Regions from separate parts of the Capsicum annuum genome. Here region 1 is linked to region 2. The links are chromatin contacts, called in public Hi-C maps. All regions are on one chromosome and are shown on one strand. The core of a region is the stretch at or near the end of the contact, and the rest is flanking DNA. Distances in the headings are between cores, read along the strand shown. Region 1 holds the start of LOC107844754 (NAC domain-containing protein 6). Region 2 has its middle 70 kb from the start of LOC107844351.

Region 1 (5,502 bases), core at 2,586-5,085, 110 kb after region 2:
GAGAGTTGAGCTACCTCCACGAATATGGAAAAGTCCTATTCACTTTTGACTCTTCCTACGAGCTTTAGTTGTTTGAACATGATCTCTATAAACAAAAACAAATAAAGAGGAAGCCATTTATAAATATAAATGATAAATGATCTTTAATTTCACATTAGTATAATATGCTACGTAAAAGTTCAATAATATTTGCAGTAAGAATTTAAATATAATGAACTTGAAAAATTAATGTTCATAAGTATTTGTCCATCGGATATTGTCCACGGTATACTCACCCAAACTTTGATCCTTGAGACGTAGCTTTTGAAATAGCAATTCTAGTGTCAGGTAAATTTCATAGACAGTCGATACAACTATCATTTTTTTCACTAAGGTCACTTAACTATCATTCCTAGTATAATATCATTAAACTTTTAGTATACTACTAAAATCACACAATTTAATATACAAATTAATTATTAATCATAACATATAGAAATATAGTATAGACAAATCAAGTGTTAATTCTAACATATAAAAATATAATGGATTAGTAATTTAGTATCATAATTTTTGTAATCACATACAACTGATGAGTCTAACAAAAAGGTTAGTGCTATTAATTTTTAAAATCATATTATTATCTCACTAAAATCTAAAGCAATAATATTTGCAATGTAAGAAAATTAACTATCTAATATCAATATTAGTTTCTTCATATTTAATGTATAAAATATAAAGTTTTATGTTATTGGTAAAATTCTTATTGCACATTTCGATTTCAAGATAAATTTTTATAAGGCCTTAAAAACGTAAGATATATACAAGATCATTAACTTAAATCTTCAAAGTACAAATTATATTTTTTATAAAACATAAAGTCCTTGAATAATGGCTCATAAAATTTTCTTCAAATATATAGAAAATAAAATGAATATGCAACATAACTTGTATATTTAGTTTACTCGATAAATCAAGAAAAATTTACGTTAAAACAATACTCAAAATAAATTGAGATTCTAGTTAGAACGTCCACACGTATCACTTGAACAATTCATTTTCTACAACATGTGATAGCAGAAATTAATTAGTGTTTACTAAGTACAACCTTCTTATATAGTGGTAGATTGATATGGTATTAGAACTTCTGGCTTAGTTGACAGTTGTACAATATTATTTTCCATATATATATGTGTATAATTGTTAACTGATTATTTATTTTCTATTTATATTTCTCAATCAACCTTATCATGCTTCCTTAGTTGACTTATACTGAATAAAATTATAGATACCTTTTATCATATAAATATTCTTTTTATGGTAATACTTCAACTGTATATATTTATTTTATTAGTAACTCACACCTACATTTCATTATATAACAATATTATAATTTATTGCTGATATTTTTATTATTAAGAAATTTTTATTCCTATTTTATTTTGAAAGCAAAGGAGCCATTATACTATATTTATTAATTAATGACAAGTTAGTTTGATTATAATTTCATTTTCATGTATATTAATTTTCATTCATAAAAAAAGTATCTTTTTTAAATTTAATTATTTTAAAATCCATAATTATTCTTGCAGACATATATAAAGTTATATAATTGGTCAATTAAATAATATTTTTATAACGTAAAATTTTATTTGACTTGAAATATTAATTACGAATATGTATTTTAGTAGTTATTTTCAATAAATATTATGCAGTCTTTTTTTGTATAGTAATATTCATTTTTAAAAAATTTCAGTATTTATTTAGTTTCAATCTATCCTCCTTTAAATTTAAGACTATCATTTGTTCACTTCCTAATATAGAATGATAGTATTATTAGTTATTGATAGTTATTCTTAATTATGAAAATTCTTTCATTAAATATGTATGCACATTATTTTAAATATAGATTACTTGAAATATATCGAATGAAAATGCTTCCAATAAATATGAATGCATATTTTTAAAATATAAATTACTTGAAATATATTAAAATAAATTTATTTATTTTTGTAGTCCAAAGTTATTATTTGAGTGATGACATCTTTTTCATAATATTTTAAATTTTGGAATGATTCTTTGATTATTATGATTGTTTTCCATATAAATTATTTGATTACTAATTGTTTATTCTCTTAATTGATATTTCTTGATACTTTCTTAATTTAGTCAATTATAATAAAATTATAAATGTTCTATTTATGCATAATATTATTATTTAAATTAATTATATACATCTTTTGAGTGATGACGTCTTTTTCATAATATTTTTTTTTTTAATTTTGAACTGACTTTTTGCTCACAATAATATTTTCCTTATAAGTTACTTGATTATTAATTGGTTATTCTCTAATTGATATTTTTGTATTACTTTCTTGATTTACTAAATTATAGTGAAATCATAAATATTTTTTAAATAATATTATTATCTATATTATTTAAATTAATTGTGCATGTTACTTTCTTGATTTTTTGTTGTAAGATGCTAGTTCTTAAAATGCCACTTGACATAATTATAAGTTAGACTATTCTCTTTTATTATATATATAGAGAGAAATTATTTGATTATATTAATCGACTAATACATGATTGTGGCGTCATGAATTTTAAAAACAATAATTCTCACAAATCTTTTGGAAGAATTTAAACATATATAATTCAAGAAGACGATTTTAAGGAAAAATTCAAGTTGTCTTCATTTAATAGGGGTCAATCTTAATAGTTTTCATCCAATATGAGTCAAACTTTGTTGTTTTTACCATAATATGCAATAAATATGAAATTAATATAAAATATTTAAATAATCTAGAAAATAATTTTTTATTGTAAGATGCTAGTTCTTAAAATGTCACTTTACATAATTATAGACTAGACTATTCTTCTTTATTATATGTATAGATATGCAATAAATATAGAATTAATATAAAATATTTAAATAATCTAGAATATAATTTTTTGTTGTAAGATGCTAGTTCTTAAAATGCCACTTGGCATAATTATAGGCTAGACTATTCTTCTTTATTATATGTATAGATATGCAATAAATATGAAATTAATATAAAATATTTAAATAATCTAGAAAATAATTTTTTGTTGTAAGATACTAGTTCTTAAAATGTCACTTGGCATAATTATAGGTTAGACTATTCTCTTTTATTATATGTATAGATATGCAATAAATATGGAATTAATATAAAATGTTTAAATAATCTAGAAAATAGTTTTTTGTTGTAAGATGCTAGTTTTTGAAATGTCACTTGGCATAATTATAAGTTAGACTATTCTCCTTTATTATATGTATAGATATATAGATATGAAATAAATATGAAATTAATATAAAATATTTAAATAATCTAGAAATTAGTTTTTTGTTGTAAGATGTTAGTTCTTAAAATGTCACTTGACATAATTATAGGTTAAACTGTTCTCCTTTATTATATACAATATATAAAAATAATTAGTACTACTTTTAAACATATCTTTTGCTTATTATCATTTATAGAACTATAATATGTATTGAAGTGAATAATGTATGTAATAGATATATTATAAGTATTTTAAATTATATTATATTTGTTGGATAAGAAAACTGCATTATGTATTAAAAGTGAATTATACACATAATATAGATATTGTTATAATTTTTATATCTGGAGAAAAAATTTATCATCATAGGTGATACATATTTTCTAAATATAATATATCTATATAATTTTCCTAGAAAAAAATTGATGTCAATATCGAGAATATGTCCCACGTATTGACAACACTGTCCATAAACGCGTCAAAGTCTCGAGGAAAGACTCAAAGACTTGGTACCTTATACCAGTAAGTCTTTCTTATAATACTCTATTCTTCCTAGTTGTTTCGGTTATAAATATATTCCTTGGTCTGATATGATTTACTCCAACTAATATACTTTACTGTACTCACCACGCAACTTGAAAAACAAAATTAAATCAGGAAAGGTGATCGTCCGAATAATGGAAGAATCAGCAATGGAGCTTGATCTGCCAGGCTTCCGCTTCCATCCAACAGAAGAAGAGCTTCTTGAATTTTACCTCAAAAATAAGGTCTTAGGTAGGAAATTGCGATGCGATGTAATTGGTCTTCTCAACATTTATAGTCATGATCCTTGGGACCTGCCAGGTATATCGAAATATTCCCAACATTTTATGCAATTTGTAATTTAAATGTCTTACAACATGTAACAACATTTATATAATGTGGTCGTATGCCTAATTGAGTAGGGCTGGCGACTATTGGCGAGAGAGAATGGTACTTTTTTGTGCCAAGGTATAGAAAACATGGCAGTGGAGGGCGCCCTAACAGGACTACTCAAAAGGGATTTTGGAAGGCAACTGGTTCTGATAAAAAGATTTTTGGTTTATCACATCCTAGGAATATAATTGGCCTCAAGAAGACACTGGTTTTCTATACTGGCAGAGCGCCTCGAGGCTCTAAGACAGATTGGGTCATGAATGAGTTTCGTTTACCTGATCCTTTCTCGTCACCTCAGGTATTATATATTTCAGTATTTTTCCTTCATTTGAATAGCAAAATTTAAGGAAAAAAAAAAAAAGTCTTAGATACATATCAATTTGAACTCAATAGCTATGACTTAAGATAATACATGTGTTTAAACATCAGTAAATAAGTACAAACAACAGATTTTGAACCCAGTGGATGGTTTGAGCCTGAGCCCAAAAAATTCAAATTTTAGATCAACCTTAATAAATATTTCTTTGAAACTTGTAATTTTGAACATGACATAATATCGTTATAGTTATAAAAGCATGTAATTATGATATGGTGAAAAGTTTAAGGTGAAGAATTTTCAAATGTATAAAGATATCATACTGTTTTGAACATTCTAAAATGAAAAAAACATCTATATAACATGGAACATTCAAGTAACTACAATTCCGCTCAATAAATTATCTAAGTTACCATATGAAGATACTGAATTCAAAATTCTAAATGCAGGACATAGTGTTGTGCAAAATATACAGGAAAGCGACCTCTTTAAAGGTGTTGGAGCAGAGGGCTGCAATTGAAGAAGAAATAAAGACCGCAAAGCATGTAGATGTATCTCCTTGTTCAATTACCCAGCCCATAGACACCGTGTCATTTTGCAACGAACATCATGAACTAATGGCCACGTCAATAACTTATCAGAGCCACGGGTTCTTGATGTCAATCGCCAAGGATGAAGTAGAAGAGGATATTTTATCAGTTACTGAGAACAACCAATACGAAGTATCAGGAGAAGTCAAAGGCGAGAGTAATTACTTCAGGCCAAAATTACTGAATGGGCAAGACAACCTGGCTGAGTTGCACGTCCCTAAATTCAGCATGGACTTTAGTCAAGACCCTGTTTGGATGCAATTGCGTAGTCCTTGGCTTGATAATTTCAGTTTGACACCTTCAGCATTTGTGCATAACTTTTAGGCAGATAAATTTGAATGGTTAATTAATCAGTAGTCAGTTTTAATCAAACTTGACTTAGTATTCTTAACCATC
Region 2 (5,270 bases), core at 411-2,910:
TAAGTTATTTCCTTCCAAATAGGTACATGAAAGGGATGACTTTATTTTTCAGGCAACAACTTACATGGAGATATGGTAAAGACTATATACCTCTTTCGTGAATTATGTTTAGCACTAACACTTTTGTTTAAGACATTGTCGAGAGCATCCGAGAGGATGAAAATCTCAAATCAAAACCATCGGTGCAGATGACTCCAGATAGGATGCAGTATAACGTGGAACTCTTTCTTAGCAGCAAAATGGGACATAGTCTAGAGAGAGATGTCAAACTCTTTGGACGCGAGCTAAAGGATGATCAACACCACCATCTAACCATACCCCTATTATAAGGAATGTGGGAATTTTTGGGATATTTCGGTTTTAGCTTCACCTTCAGTATATTTCTAAACTCATACCGAGGATAAACTTCTCTTTCTTTCAAATTCGGGTGATAAGACACCTAGAGTTTTGGAAATTATGTCCAGGTAAGTTCTTACCTATGAAAGTAAAGTTCTCCACGTTCATGGTTAAGAGTTTACACACCTCTTTTTCATAACTTGAACAACTTGCCACTCATCCTGAGTCAGAGATCATCTAAAATAAAAGACTATATTTTCTACCAATTGAGTCGAACTACAAACAGTCTGATTCCCTGCGTCTCAGAGATATGTAGGCTGGGATCTATGTAGAAAACTCGACTGCATTCTAACTTCCCCCCAAATCCCTCTATTCCCCAGCTTTTCGATTTCACCAAAAACTCCAAAATCGATATAGCTTATGAATTTTTTTAAAATCATGCTTAAAATCAAGCTTTATGAACTACAAGTGGCCTGAATTCTCATGTAACCTGAGATATGTAGGAAACCTGATATGGAGGTTCGGCCATAACTCTATGAAACTCGTGCGAAAATCAACCTCTTTCAGATTCGAATATGTGATCGGACAAAAATTAGGAACGTCAACCTCCCTTTGCTCAGGGTTACTTACATCCACCCTACCCAAAGGGAGGGGGCAGTTGTTGACACCTATTTTTTGCCCTCCATGACTAAATTTAATCCTAAGCTTTTTCGAATTTTAATAAAATCAAAATATTTATTTCATCCGAATAAAAAAAATTCAAAATATTTTTTGTACGTAATTTTATCATTTTAAGTAGTGATTATATATTATCGTGTTCAATTATACGATATTATATAATTTGATTACTTAAAATATTTATTCTATGGAATATCAGATTCTAATTAAGGATTATTTTAAAAATAAATATAATAATTAAAATCTTGATTTAAATGTAATTTATTTTTAAAAATAATTTATTTGGATAAATATGTATTTGATTTTATCAAAATAAATTAATTTATTTGAATAAATATGTGTTTGACCTTATCAAATCAAGAAGCTCGAGATTAAATAAGGTATTAATTCGTATCGAATTTCGATTGAATTTAGTTAATTCATTAAATTTGACCATAATTGAAATCAAATTGACTACATTTGCAATTCAATGGGCCAATTTAATTTTCAAATTGATCAAAATATTAATCAAATTCGACTAAATTCTAAATTGCAATTGGGGGTTAAGTTTTAAATAACCCCCAAAATTTTAACAATCTTATGACCCATCCGATTTAAACCAATAACAGCCCAAAGTCCTCAGGCCAATCCCTTTTAACCAAATAATCTGCCCCAACCCAATTATACACACCGACCCAGTTGAAGAAACGATCCAACCCGGCCCAAATCCCCTTTTCATCTTTATCTGATCAACAACACCACCATAAAATAGGTACAACTTCAACAAGCGTACAACTAACAAAACCATGACAACAATCTTATCAATAGCGACAACAGCTCCTTGCAAAACCTGAATCCGACCCAGCGACCCATGCCCAAACCAACCCGAACAACTCAACAATTGTGCGAAATTCCCTTTCCCGTTTTTGTTTCCTCTCTTTTCTATAAAAAATGGTCGAATCTTCTACAATATGGTGAGTTGGCTCATCCCAACGTCCAAATCCCTAGAATTTTGGATTAATCCATACGAATTCGTACATATGTGTGCGGATTTCATTGGTTTTGAGGGAATTCTCCTTTTTCTTATTCTTAAAAAAAATAACAAAATTGGTACAATCGGGGAACAAGATAACATTATCCTCAGTTTGAATTTTGAATTTCCCACTGAAAGTCTCCAAATTGCCCCTGTGCTTTTCTAGTTCTATATAAAGCATATTTGTGAGCAAAATGGAGGAGCTCTCGAAAGGTGGAAAAAAAGGCTCTCAAGAAAACACTCCCTTCATAGCTCTCAAGAAAAGCTATATATATATAAGGGCGTCGAAATTGTGGAAGTAGCTGTGAGGTTTTTCTGGTGGTCGGAATCTTGTCGTTAACTCGTGGTCCCATTTTGCTGACCATCATCCGGTTAGTCTTTGAATTTTCTTTTCTCATGTGGTTGCATTGTAATAGTGGTAGTCGTAGTAGTTTTGATTAGTATATTGTGTGCTGGGAGTTGTTGTAGAGGTTTTGAAGCCGTAGGGTATCGCAAAGAGGATGGCAATTTGTTGTTAAGACGGTATTCTTGACGTTCTTGATTTGAAGATTTTTAGTTAATAAGCTGAAAGAGACCTGTCAACCATGTAGTCTTAAATTAATAGTTGTGTTGATTGATGATTACTTTCTTGATTAGTTTATTGAAGGAAAATTGGAGTTAGGGGCTTTTTTTTATGATAGAGATAATCTGTTTTGAATGCATATGGTTGATTTGTGATAAATATTGAATTTTGTGTTTCTTTTTGGTGTGATTAGTTTGTCGGAAAAAAAAATTAGAGTTAGGATTTTTCGTTACGATAGAGATTATATTTTTCAATGTACAAGATTGAATCTTTATTATTTGATTATAAATTTTTGTTGTTGAGCGTTTTAAAGAGGAGTCAGAAGGAAACTGTAAACACTTATATACTAAAATGGCTCTTTGTTTTACGTCTACTTTTTGCATTTACGAATTTTTTTGTCTATCTCATTTTAATCTCGCCCATGTTGGTATTATTTTGTTTGATGAACTGTTTATCTGTTTTTCATATTTAAATCTACCTTTTATTTCTTTATTTGGTTGTTCTAATTACTCGTTCAATATACTTGTGACTTGGTTACATAGCTTCTTTGCAGCAGATATTTGTATTCTTTATCAATAGTTTTACTTGCTTTTTGGTAGAAATACTAGAAACCCTTTACAATCAGATTTTGTAGTGTGTTGAAATTTCTTATTTGAAGTTTTTGGATGCTTACATGGCTTAAGAAAGGTTTATATCTATTTTACTTCAGTTTATTTGCTTTTTGGCTTAAGATGGTAGTGGACACAAGTTTGTTGTCTTCCTTTGGTGCTAATGAACAAATGTTGGACCCCTTAATCTTATCAGTTACTTCCATCTGATCATCTTAACTTTTTAAATGGAAAATTACAAATCTAGTAAAGATTCAGTGGACATTTCTTATCCTAAGAAAATTGGAGAAGCTAATCGGCTTGTGATTGTTTAAGATTCATCTACGTTTAGTTAAATCCGCAATATTTTTATCTAGTTTTTTTCCCTCTTCGATAAACCGTGGGTTAACTAATTTAATTTTTTTCCTTTATTTTCGGTGTTTTAACTTTATTTCTCTTTCCCTTCATTAGTCACGTATTAATGTTCTCTATTTTCTTCTTTCTTTTTCTTTTTTGCATGAAAATTCGTTGAAGTACAAACGGACTGTTTGCATTCCCTAATGGGCCAATAAGGCCATCATTTGAGTCAAGCCCGAAAGAGAGTCTAAAGCCTATTACACGGCATATGAATATGAAAAGTTGAAAGAAGAGGAAGGGATTAAAGTCCCATATTTGAAGTGGCTAAGAGACTTGAAAGTCTTATTTATTTATTGATGTCTCATGTATTGATTTATTTGTTGTCTTATTTCTTTATTTCATTATTTATTCATTTGGGTCTTGAAGCCAAGTTGTAAATTTAATACAGGTGAAGCGAATTTTGAGCCAAAAGGCTCGAAAACATAGAATTAGGACAGATAAAAGTGGGTCAAAAGCTAAATAAGATTAGGACATGTTTCGTTGATTTGGGCCCAATGGCCTAAGTCTTTTGTTTTCTCTCCTTTCCCCCTTTTATGTGTTAATTTATCTTTCATTTGTTTAGACTTAGTTAAAATCCCTATTAAATCGTCCAAATTTATTTTACACAAATCATTGTCTAAAATCAATTATTTTTCAACAACCAATTTTATTGAAGTTAGTCAAACGATATTTTCAAGCAGTCCGACTAATCGCAAGTTAGCGGACACTTTAGGTGCCTTAAACCTTCCTAAAACGTTAATAGGAACCGCTTACTCGAAATCTTTAAATTTAAACGATTTTCTGTTTTGGATTGTTTAAAGTATTTTATAAAGGTTTCTTAATTCTTTTTCAAAATTAAGTGGCGGCTCTTCAAAAGTCAAAATTTCCATAAAATCTAAAAAATATTAATATATTGATATTTACCTTTTGTAACTACAATTTAAATTTTAAATCAAAAAATAAAAAAAAAGTTCTAAAATTTTTAAAGTCGCCAAGCATTATAACAATGAAATAAAATATACTATTGGTGTGTTCGGCATGGAGAAAAAATGTTTTCCAAAATAATATTATTCATGAAAAATTTTTTTAAATAAAAGTTAATTTTTTTTTTGTGTGGGGAGGGGAGGGGGAGGGCGAGGGGGTTTGTAGTGAATTCAAAAAAGAAAAAACTAGATATATATATATATATATATATATATATATATTTATTTATTTTTGAGGTGGGGTGGGTAGAGGTAAGGAATGAATTTTTAAGAAAAATTTATAAAGAAAAGTAGTTGTCACTTGTTTTCTTCTTTTTCATTAAGAAAATTATTTTTCTTATTAAATGAGTTGAAGTGGAGATTGAATTAGAATTTAATTTAAATGTGAAAATCATGTATATATACTATTTATATATATTTTTTTGAGGTGGGACGGGTAGGGATTTGGGTAAGCAAAGAATTTTTAAGAAAAATTTATAGAAAAAGTAGTTGTCACTTTTCTTTTTTTTTTTCATTAAAAAATTATTTTTCTTATTAAATGGGTTGAGGTGGAGATTGAATTGGGATTTAGTTTAAAAGTGAAAATTAGGTACATATACTATTTAGTATTTAAGAGTCAATAGTACAAAACACAAATATATTATTTTTATTTACAAAATCTACGTTTTTATTTACAAAATCTAGTTTCAAGTAAAAATTGAAACTTAAAATGAAAT

What was found. A called contact is a pair of places that touch in the nucleus more often than the background predicts.
Region 1: a contact with region 2 is called in a Hi-C map of placenta, with 4 times the contacts expected there. The contact joins the promoter of LOC107844754 here to the enhancer-like site in region 2. A contact is called at or near these places in 2 of 5 Hi-C or Micro-C datasets (leaf and placenta).

What each region holds. Positions count from the first base shown.
Region 1 is chr10:133,204,321-133,209,822 of UCD10Xv1.1, forward strand. LOC107844754 (NAC domain-containing protein 6) reads left to right here and starts at 3,836. Exons shown (of 3, transcript XM_016689105.2): 1 at 3,836-4,128; 2 at 4,230-4,498; 3 at 4,966-5,502. The coding sequence starts at 3,963. The coding sequence ends at 5,430.
Region 2 is chr10:133,098,376-133,103,645 of UCD10Xv1.1, forward strand. No RefSeq gene overlaps it. Among protein-coding and RNA genes, the nearest start is that of LOC107844351, 70 kb to the left of the region's middle. Within about 2 kb of position 1,661, at least 5 of the 5 cell types and tissues checked have an H3K27ac peak or open chromatin away from gene starts, as enhancers often do. A contact at or near this core is called in leaf, where this site is marked.